3 separate regions of the Mus musculus genome follow, and regions 1 and 3 are each linked to region 2. The links are chromatin contacts, called in public ChIA-PET and promoter capture Hi-C maps. All regions are on one chromosome and are shown on one strand. The core of a region is the stretch at or near the end of the contact, and the rest is flanking DNA. Distances in the headings are between cores, read along the strand shown. Region 1 has its middle 8.4 kb from the start of Gm39685. Region 2 holds the start of Fam20b (family with sequence similarity 20, member B). Region 3 overlaps Soat1 (sterol O-acyltransferase 1).

What was found. Promoter capture Hi-C pulls out the DNA fragments that hold promoters and counts their contacts. ChIA-PET counts read pairs in DNA pulled down with a chosen protein or histone mark.
Region 1: a contact with region 2 is called in a promoter capture Hi-C map of pre-B cells, with 2.5 times the contacts expected there. The contact joins the enhancer-like site here to the promoter of Fam20b in region 2. A contact is called at or near these places in 6 of 39 promoter capture datasets (the C10 cell line, HPC-7-derived erythroid cells, hippocampal neurons and 2 more), 4 of 115 datasets of contacts at active chromatin or transcription factors (bone marrow-derived macrophages, embryonic stem cells, pancreatic cancer cells and 1 more) and 2 of 9 other capture datasets (adipose tissue and pancreatic islet).
Region 3: an RNA polymerase II ChIA-PET map of memory CD8 T cells shows a contact between it and region 2, with 13 read pairs. The contact joins the enhancer-like site here to the promoter of Fam20b in region 2. A contact is called at or near these places in 2 of 39 promoter capture datasets (the C10 cell line and neutrophils), 1 of 484 Hi-C or Micro-C datasets (B cells), 6 of 115 datasets of contacts at active chromatin or transcription factors (bone marrow-derived macrophages, embryonic stem cells, extraembryonic endoderm stem cells and 2 more) and 3 of 9 other capture datasets (adipose tissue, liver and pancreatic islet).

What each region holds. Positions count from the first base shown.
Region 1 is chr1:156,996,772-156,999,471 of GRCm38.p6, reverse strand. No RefSeq gene overlaps it. Among named protein-coding and RNA genes, the nearest start is that of Gm39685, 8.4 kb to the right of the region's middle. Within about 2 kb of position 1,366, at least 107 of the 459 cell types and tissues checked have an H3K27ac peak or open chromatin away from gene starts, as enhancers often do. A contact at or near this core is called in bone marrow-derived macrophages, embryonic stem cells, pancreatic cancer cells and 2 more, where this site is marked.
Region 2 is chr1:156,717,526-156,720,225 of GRCm38.p6, reverse strand. Fam20b (family with sequence similarity 20, member B) reads left to right here and starts at 1,316. Exons shown (of 8, transcript NM_145413.4): 1 at 1,316-1,360.
Region 3 is chr1:156,458,414-156,461,113 of GRCm38.p6, reverse strand. All of the region lies in intron 2 of Soat1 (sterol O-acyltransferase 1), which reads left to right. Among named protein-coding and RNA genes, the nearest start is that of Soat1, 15 kb to the left of the region's middle. Within about 2 kb of position 1,268, at least 137 of the 459 cell types and tissues checked have an H3K27ac peak or open chromatin away from gene starts, as enhancers often do. A contact at or near this core is called in B cells, adipose tissue, bone marrow-derived macrophages and 3 more, where this site is marked.

The sequences.
Region 1 (2,700 bases), core at 117-2,616, 280 kb before region 2:
AGGTAAGGCTTTGCTCTCCTCATTGCATCGTGCCAGGAGGGAAAAGCTACCAATTTGTCCGCTTGCTAAAGTCAGTATTTGACGAGAGATTTTCACAGAGCGACACCTAAGTATTTGGTCATAAGATACCTTAAAGCTTCCATTGAAAGACAAAGGTTGCTTCTTTTCTCTATTTGCACATTTTGTTTTGTTCTTGTGTAAAACGGCTCATGTGTGTGCCTGCATGTGGAGGCCAAAAGACAACCTTGGGCGTAGTTCCTCGGACATCATGTACCTGAGTTTTCCTGGGCATTTTGTTTGGTGGTTTTGTTTTTGAGCTATAGATCTAACATGAGCCTGGAACTAGCCAAGCCACAGGTTGCCCCATGGATCCATGTGCCTCTGACTCCCAAGCCACGGGAACCCAGGTTCATGCCTTCACTCCTAACTTGTCCTCAGAATCCTGGGGATTGAACTCATGTCTCTGTGTCTGCAAAGCAGGCGCTTTGCTCATGGAACTAGCTCCCCAACCTTGTTTATTCCCTCTTAATTAGTACAGACCCATGGATTCCTGTTGTACTCTAAGCGTTAAAATCAGGAACTATTGCTGGGCATGGTGACCCCACCTGTAGTCCTAGCTACTCAGAAAGCTGAGGTCTGGGGTTCTCCTGAACCCAGGAGTCCCAGATCAGCCTCGACCTGTAAGAAGCCCTTCAGGGCAGCCAACTTCTGGGTGCTTTTGCTATATCCCCAACACGCTTTAAACATCTCCTTACTTCATAGTATAAATGCCCCTGTCCCATAGTTTATTTTCAACACTCCAGCCCTAGTGTAGTCAACCATTTAAGTGGAGAATGATATTTAGAAGCTGAACTCTTATCTAGGCATGCTCACTACTGTCAGGATATCCTTGCTTCTAACCTTCTCAGCCTAGAGAACCAGGAAATACACACACACAAATGTATGTGTGTGTATACCCACCTACATATGTATCTATATCTATCTATGTATGTATGTATGTATGTATGTATGTATGTATGTATGTATCTATCTATCTATGAATTTGTGTGTGTGTGTAACCACATACACATGTATTTACCTTTACACTAATTCAATATCTATGTCTACTCAAAGCTCTGCGTTTGCACCAGCTCTTGGACCACACAGTCTAGCAACACAGTCTATTGTCTGAATTGTAATTTCCTCCAGACAGCAAGAAGCGTGATGCCCCCCCCCCCATCACCCTCCGGGCATTTACTTATTTGACTAACAATCTTTACACGACCTCAGGCCCCAGCTGCAATTGCCAAGAGCTTGCTGGCTTACCACAGGGCTCCAAATTGGCAAGTCCCTCCTTACAATGGGAAGGGAGCTGTGAATGAACAATGACTCACAGTGATCACCGTGCACCCTGGGAGTGAATTCTACCCGCTCCTGCTGCTGTCTGGACTGAGACCTGGTGGCGACATGGAGTTTGCTTTCCCTGTTGTTGCCTAGCAGAGTGGGTGTGGTCTTCTCTGCCATAGCAGTGAGTGACCTCTTTAAACATGATTTAAAAAAAAAAATTTTTTTTTTCTCCTTTTTACACTTTACCCATGAGACCGAAAAGAACTAGCTGGATTCATTTGAAGACGTGTGGTATACCAGGTTTCCCTCAGGAAGGGTGTGTTATAAATTTTATATAGTTGTTAAGGCCCCAGCTGGAGGTCAGAGGTCAGCTGATCCCTCCCCACAGCTGCCAGATGGTTGGCTCTTCTGGCACATTCTCAGGGCCACAAACTTATTTCCTAGATACCAGTCTTCAAGTCATGCCTGACTCCTCTGTCCTTCACTCCCCCCCTCCCTCCCTGCTGCAAACTTGGAAGCATCAAGGTCCCAGGGCGCCACAGCTGTTCCTCGGGTTCTCCTTGACTTGTTCACTGTGGCTGTGGGGACGGGGGTCTCACAAGGTCCTCACTGTTCTTCAGGGCAAGGGAAACCCTTCTCTGAATGCTGAATCCTCCCAACTCGTTTCAGGGTTGCTTACAGGATTCTTAAAAACCAGACAATTAAGCACTCCATGTTTACCAAGGGCAGTTGGAAATCCAGTTTCTAAAATCACTGTCAACTCTCCCACACTTTCTATTGTCAGGGAAACTAATGAAGCCCCCAGACTTTCATCTCAGAATTGACTTTTGGAGATCCACAGATTGCTGCCTGGCAACACAACACATTGCTGTGCATCGCTTTTTTATTTACAGCCAAGGCTGGAGTAAAGGAGCAGATGGTGAGAAATCGGATTTAAAGGAGGGACAGATGCGCCCACACGGGAGCTGGGTAAATCTCTTGGCTACCGGCGTGCACACAGACGTGAAGCCTAACTACCTCCACAGTTGCATCCCGCTTTACCGTTGCTCTTAGCTTGTTTGGATCTTGTCTGCGAAGATGGTTTAATATATCCCATTACAAGCAGTTTCTCTCATCCCACCCCACTAGGGACTGTGTTTTATAGAAAGTAGCTTCTTGGTCATCTGTATGATCACAGATCTAAAATTTCACGGACACTTAAGCCGTTAGCCTGCTTGTCTGGAGGAGACAGCTTTACATCTCTGTGATCTTAGAAACATTTACAAGGAGCTCCACACATTCATAACTATGTACATAAGCCCCCTTTCTGCCCACCCCCTCTTTCTTTCTCTCTCTCTTTTTTCCTGTGAAGGCAAAAACAACTTTCAGTTGCTG
Region 2 (2,700 bases), core at 67-2,566:
GTCTACGCTGCCCTTTGTACGCCTTGCAGTGATGAGTGCTTCCAGCAGTGATTAAAGCTGCTTTCCCTCACTAAGTCTTCTGGGGTAGGGTGTCAAGTCCAATAGTTTCTCTGGGTGTCCTGATCGAAAGTGCTACACACACACACACACACATTAAACTAACTTCACACAATAATTGTATTTTCTCCACACATTTACTATTTAAATCTCACCACAATCCTGTCAAGTAGGTACTGTGTTTAACTTCCATTTCCCAAGGAGCCTTATACTCAGAGGCACTACATGACATGCCCAGTGGCATACAGTGGGGGGTGGGAGGGAGGGAGAGAGAGAGGGAGAGAGAGAGAGATCGTTTCTTTCCCTCTTGAAAGAAATTCCTGCTTAGTCCCCAAACTCCCCCCCCCCCCGCACAAATCATATCCAATGTAGAACGTACACCATAATATTTTAGGGTCAAACAGACTACATGGAAGCTGTCTATATGGTGAATAAACGTATGCATTATACAGTAGCTACTGTGTGTGGAGTGGACACACGTTAAGGGGAGGAGCAGCTCATTGACTCTTCAGGAGCCTAGTGGGTGAGTGCAGGGCACTGGAAACCAAGTCGCGCTGGATTTGCCCTCTTAGGGCTTACAGTCCATTGCAAGGCACAAACATTAAAAAAAAAAAAGCTATTATAATAAAATAAACAGGATTTTGTTAAGAGCTACTGAAAAGGTACAGTAGGGGAGCTCTGCTCTGGGCCAAAGCTGGAGCGATTTCCAAGGTGGGAAGTCTGGCCTCTTTTGGTCAGGGAAGGGCACTTTGGGGCAGAATCTCCAAGGAGAAGTCAAGGCAGAGCGAAAGAAAGAAGAAATTATCTCTTCAGAATAGGACTTCACCTAGATGACTGCAGGAAAGAAATTGTGAAGGTAAGAGAGAAGCCAGAAGCTAGTTTATGTAAACAGGCTTGGAGAAATCCGCCGACGGTGTCTGCGGAGCCCAGCGCTGCAGGAATGAGGGTGAAAGGGTTAAAGGGGGCGGTCCGGAGCTGCCCGGTAGTCCCGCCTACCCGCAACGGGGGCGGAGCTGCGCCGGGTGCGCACTGGGATTGGCTGCAGGGAGGGCGTTCCGCTAGGACCGTACCAACAGCCAGGCAGCGCGGAGGCGGGGGTGGGTGTGGAGCGGCCGGCTCCGCGGGGAGCGGCGACCGGGGAATGGCCGGGCCGGCGGTGGGCGGGAGCCGCAGTGGTGGCGGCGGCGGCCCGGGGCGGTGAGTGCGGCGTGGGGCTGCCCCTCCCCGGAGGCGGCGGGGGCGGCCGGGGCCGCGCCTCACCGCACCGCGCGGGCGGCTATGGAGCGAGCCTGAGGCCCGCCAGGTGAGTGGCGCGGTTGGAGAGGGCGCGCGACCCCTCGCCCGGGAACGACGGGAAGGAGGGAGGGAGGGAGGGAAAGCGCGGGCGGCGGGGGGCGGGGCACCTCCCTCAGGGGCCGGATGCGGGGCTGCGGGCGATCGGGAGTCCTTGCGGTGACCGGTGCTCGCTGCTAAGGACGGTCCCCAGAGGCTCCTGGCCCTGGTGTCGCCCTTCTGTCACACGAAGCCGGTGTCGGCGGCCCGGCGGGCAGCGCGCTCTAGCTCGGTCCCTACGCCGCCCTCCTGGTGGCCGAGGAGCGCGCTCTCGCTGAGCCCCTACGGGGCCCGCTTGGTGGTCGGGGAGCGCGAGTGACCTGCAGGCCCTGGGCCGGAGAGGGCAGCGGTGTCCTGCGGTCGTGCGCTCAGAGCGCCAAGGGGCACAACTTAGGATGAGACTGTGCAGAGTGGGCTGCGCTGGCGGTTTCATTTCCGGGTGTGATGGCCCGGCGATTAAGAGCGAGCCCAGACGTTGCCTTGAAGATGAATGCGAACGTTGTCAAGCTGTGTCCTTGATTGTGGAGTCTGATAAGACATTCTTTTTAATCTGGAGTCAGTGATCTGTCAGGCTCCTGATAAAAACGAAGAAAAGGGGGGGGGGAACAACAGGGCGTGGATGGTCCTTATACAATTACTTCGTTTAAAGACTTATGTCTCCAGTAGGATGGGTAAGGCGTTTACAATTTGGGAAAAGGATATGTTTAACACTGTCACTTGGATCTAGGGCCAGGTGTGAGGGTCATCTCTACTCAGCCAGGTTCCCTCCGGAGATTTGATAGCTCACGTTGGAAGAAAGAAATAATGCGATCTTTTCACGATTGAGGTCTACGGCTTTATAATACAACCGAGAATCCGGAAAGTCAAGATTGTCAATAATTAACCATGCCTACATTGCTTGGGTTGTAATTTCACATTGAGCTCAATGTGCTTGCCATTCCCTGAATTTATGCAAGCCGGGTGAGCAAGCTGAAAGCACTTGTGCATGTTATCGTCCTGAGAAACAGGTTCAGGCATTAAAGATGCTAAATTATTTGCATAGGCTCTAAATCAATTTAGGGCAAATTTAAAATTATTGTATTAAATTAATAACTTTCTTAAAGTTTGTGAAGATGTTGGGTTTTGTGTCCCAGAACTGTTACCTGAAAACAAGATGCGGGTTCACATTAGAAAATACTTATCACAGGAGAACAGTGTGGGGTGGGGGTGAGGGAGGGGGAGGGGGGATTAGTCGTCCCCTTTAATCCCACCATTCCTGAGGCAGAGGCAGGCATATATCTGCGGTCTAGGATAGGCTACATAGTAAGACCC
Region 3 (2,700 bases), core at 19-2,518, 260 kb after region 2:
AAGTTATCAGTGAAGTAACTGATTATGTGTATGGATCAGATCTTGACAGTGTTGGCAGTGGTTAGACCAGGCCTATCTGTCACCTCGTAGTTATACTTTTTAGAGATTGGTAGTGAGTTTCCAGGTAAAGGGTTAGCAGTTCAGAGCCCACAGAGCAGGGTAGGGAGAAGGGTAAATCATCTTCGCAGGATTTGCTAGAGGAAAACTGCAGGATAGTTGGGTCACAAGGGCTAAATGGACTGCTGGGAAGAGCTGTTGTTTAAAGAATTGCATCTTAAAGTCAGGATTTTTTTGTATTTTGCTATTATGTCTAAACCAACTATACTGTCATATCTTCCATTTCAGTTTTTAAAATTAATTTTTAAGTTAATACACAAAGATGGGTTTCTATTTCCTTTGCTTTTATTATTATTATTATTATTATTATTATTATTATTTATTGTATGTGTATGATGTACATGTGTGAGTGTGGGTGCACATGTACCATAGCATGTGTGGAGGTCAGAGGTCAGTCACAGCATGTGTGGAGGTCAGAGGTCAGCTTCGGGAGTTGGAACTTTGGTCTACTCTGGGTTCCAGGTACTGAAGACAGATAGATGGTTGAGCTATCTCACAGCACTTGTTGCTTTGAGACAGCATTTACTCTATAGCCCAGGTTGGCCTTGAACTCTAGGTGACCTTCCGTTATGTTCCTACTGCCCCCCAGTATCACTGTGCTGTGGCACATGTGTGGCATCAGAGGACAAGTGTTGGGAGTCGGTGTTCTCCTCCTATCATGTGGGTCCTGGGAACTTGAACTCAGGCCTTCGGTCTTGGCAGGAAGCACCTTTACCAGCTGAGCCATCTTACCATTCTCAGCCCAGGTGCTTTTTGTTCTGTTTCTTTAATGTGTTTGTTTGTTTGGTTTGGTTTTACAAGGCAGGATCTCTCTGTGTAGCCCTGGAACTCACTCTGTAGACCAGGCTGGCCTTTAACTCAGAAATCCACCTGCCTCTGCCTTCTGAGGTGCAGGGATCAAAGGGATGCACCACCACCGCCCCTCCTCACCCCACCCCCAGTTCACTTTTAACCATAGGTTTCTTCTTAAGATGGCACTCACCCTAGCTCTCTGAGTTGGAGCAGCCCTTCTCAGCTGCTATCACCAGTCCTGACAGAGAAGTCACACTCTCAGCAAAACTAGAAGTAGTTAGAAGCTTGTGGGAGCTGGCTCCGGCCTGTGGGCAGGCTGTCTGTTTCTTCTCACCAGACTTCCTGGTTTATTTCCTGGATGAGATAGGTGTGGTGAACCCCGAGCCACATGTCCTGTTTCTACTCATTTGACTGTCATGCTTGAAGGGTTTCAGAAACACTTCCTTTTTGGAATAGAGTCTGTGTTTTAATTTTGACACTTTTGTACTGTGTCATAGAGGCAGATTGCAGTTTGCCAACTTACCTAAAAGTCTTATTTTGTAGCTTTTAAAAAACCCTTATTAAGCAGGGTGTGGTGTTACCACCTATAATCCTAATTCGTGAGCTGTATGCAGGCAGATCAGGAGTTCAAGGCCAGCCTGGGCTATGTGAGATACTGTTTGAAAATAAAACAGAGCTTTACTTTAACTTGGTGAGTGTTGGTAATCCAAACAGAGGCAGGAGGATTACTGTGAGTTTGAGGCCATCCTGGGCTATATAGTTAGTGAGTACAACTTTGGACAACACTGATTTACCATGCAGTTGGTAACCTAGAAAATAAGTATATAATCTGACTTTTGGAGAAAAGCATATTAAATACAATATTGGAAAGCAACGCAAGGTTGACGTTCGACCAAGATACAAGTCCCAGGAACCTAACAAGTCTTCATACAATTTTTTTTCTGGAAAAATCATTTTAGCATATGCTTACCATCATTTTTTCATTATTATTTAAGACTATTTATCTATACATATATATGTAATTAAACATAAAATATGCCAAATACATATACATAAAATGTATGTATGTATGTACATAAATGAATTGTCTACATGGCATTACTAATGTCTAATATTTCTGACCTGAGCCCCTTTGTTTCGCCCCTGCTGTTTCTCTTTGGTTTGTAACCAGGACAGGCTTCTCTGTGCTCAGAGCTCTGTCTGTTAGAATTGTTGAAGGCCTTGGCTGATTCTGTGACCTTCCTGGGAGGAATTGTATTTATCTATTGGCAGTCTAGGAACGCAGCTCGAGTTTGCTGTTAAACAAACACACTCTGAGGTTTTTGAGATAACAAAACTTTAGGTTGCAAAATCCACTGGAGTGTTGCAAGGTTTCAGGGGACTCTGTTCCGGTCTTTTGAAGGAGAGACACTTTCCTTTCTTTTACCTTCTGTTTCTGTCTAGGACCCTGAGGACGTGGCCATGTGGATCCTTAGCACTAAGGTGGTATTCTATTCGACTTCCAAGTCTGAAGTCCAAACAGGCCCTAGGTTTTGCCATTCTGTAAAGAGCCTGGCCTTGGGTCCTGTGTAGTGAAAGGTCCACATGTTGTGTGGCCGCCAGTGGGCAAAAGCTCTAGCTTTTGGCAAGAATCCATGTGTTTATCACGTGTCACTTAGGGTTCTAGCTTTTTAAATCTTTCATTCTGTGGTCTTGGGCCAGCTTTGCAATGAATTTATAAAAAGATTTTAAAAAAAAGCTTAATTATGTATTTATGCACATGTGAGTGCGGGTGCCCTGGGAGGCTACAAG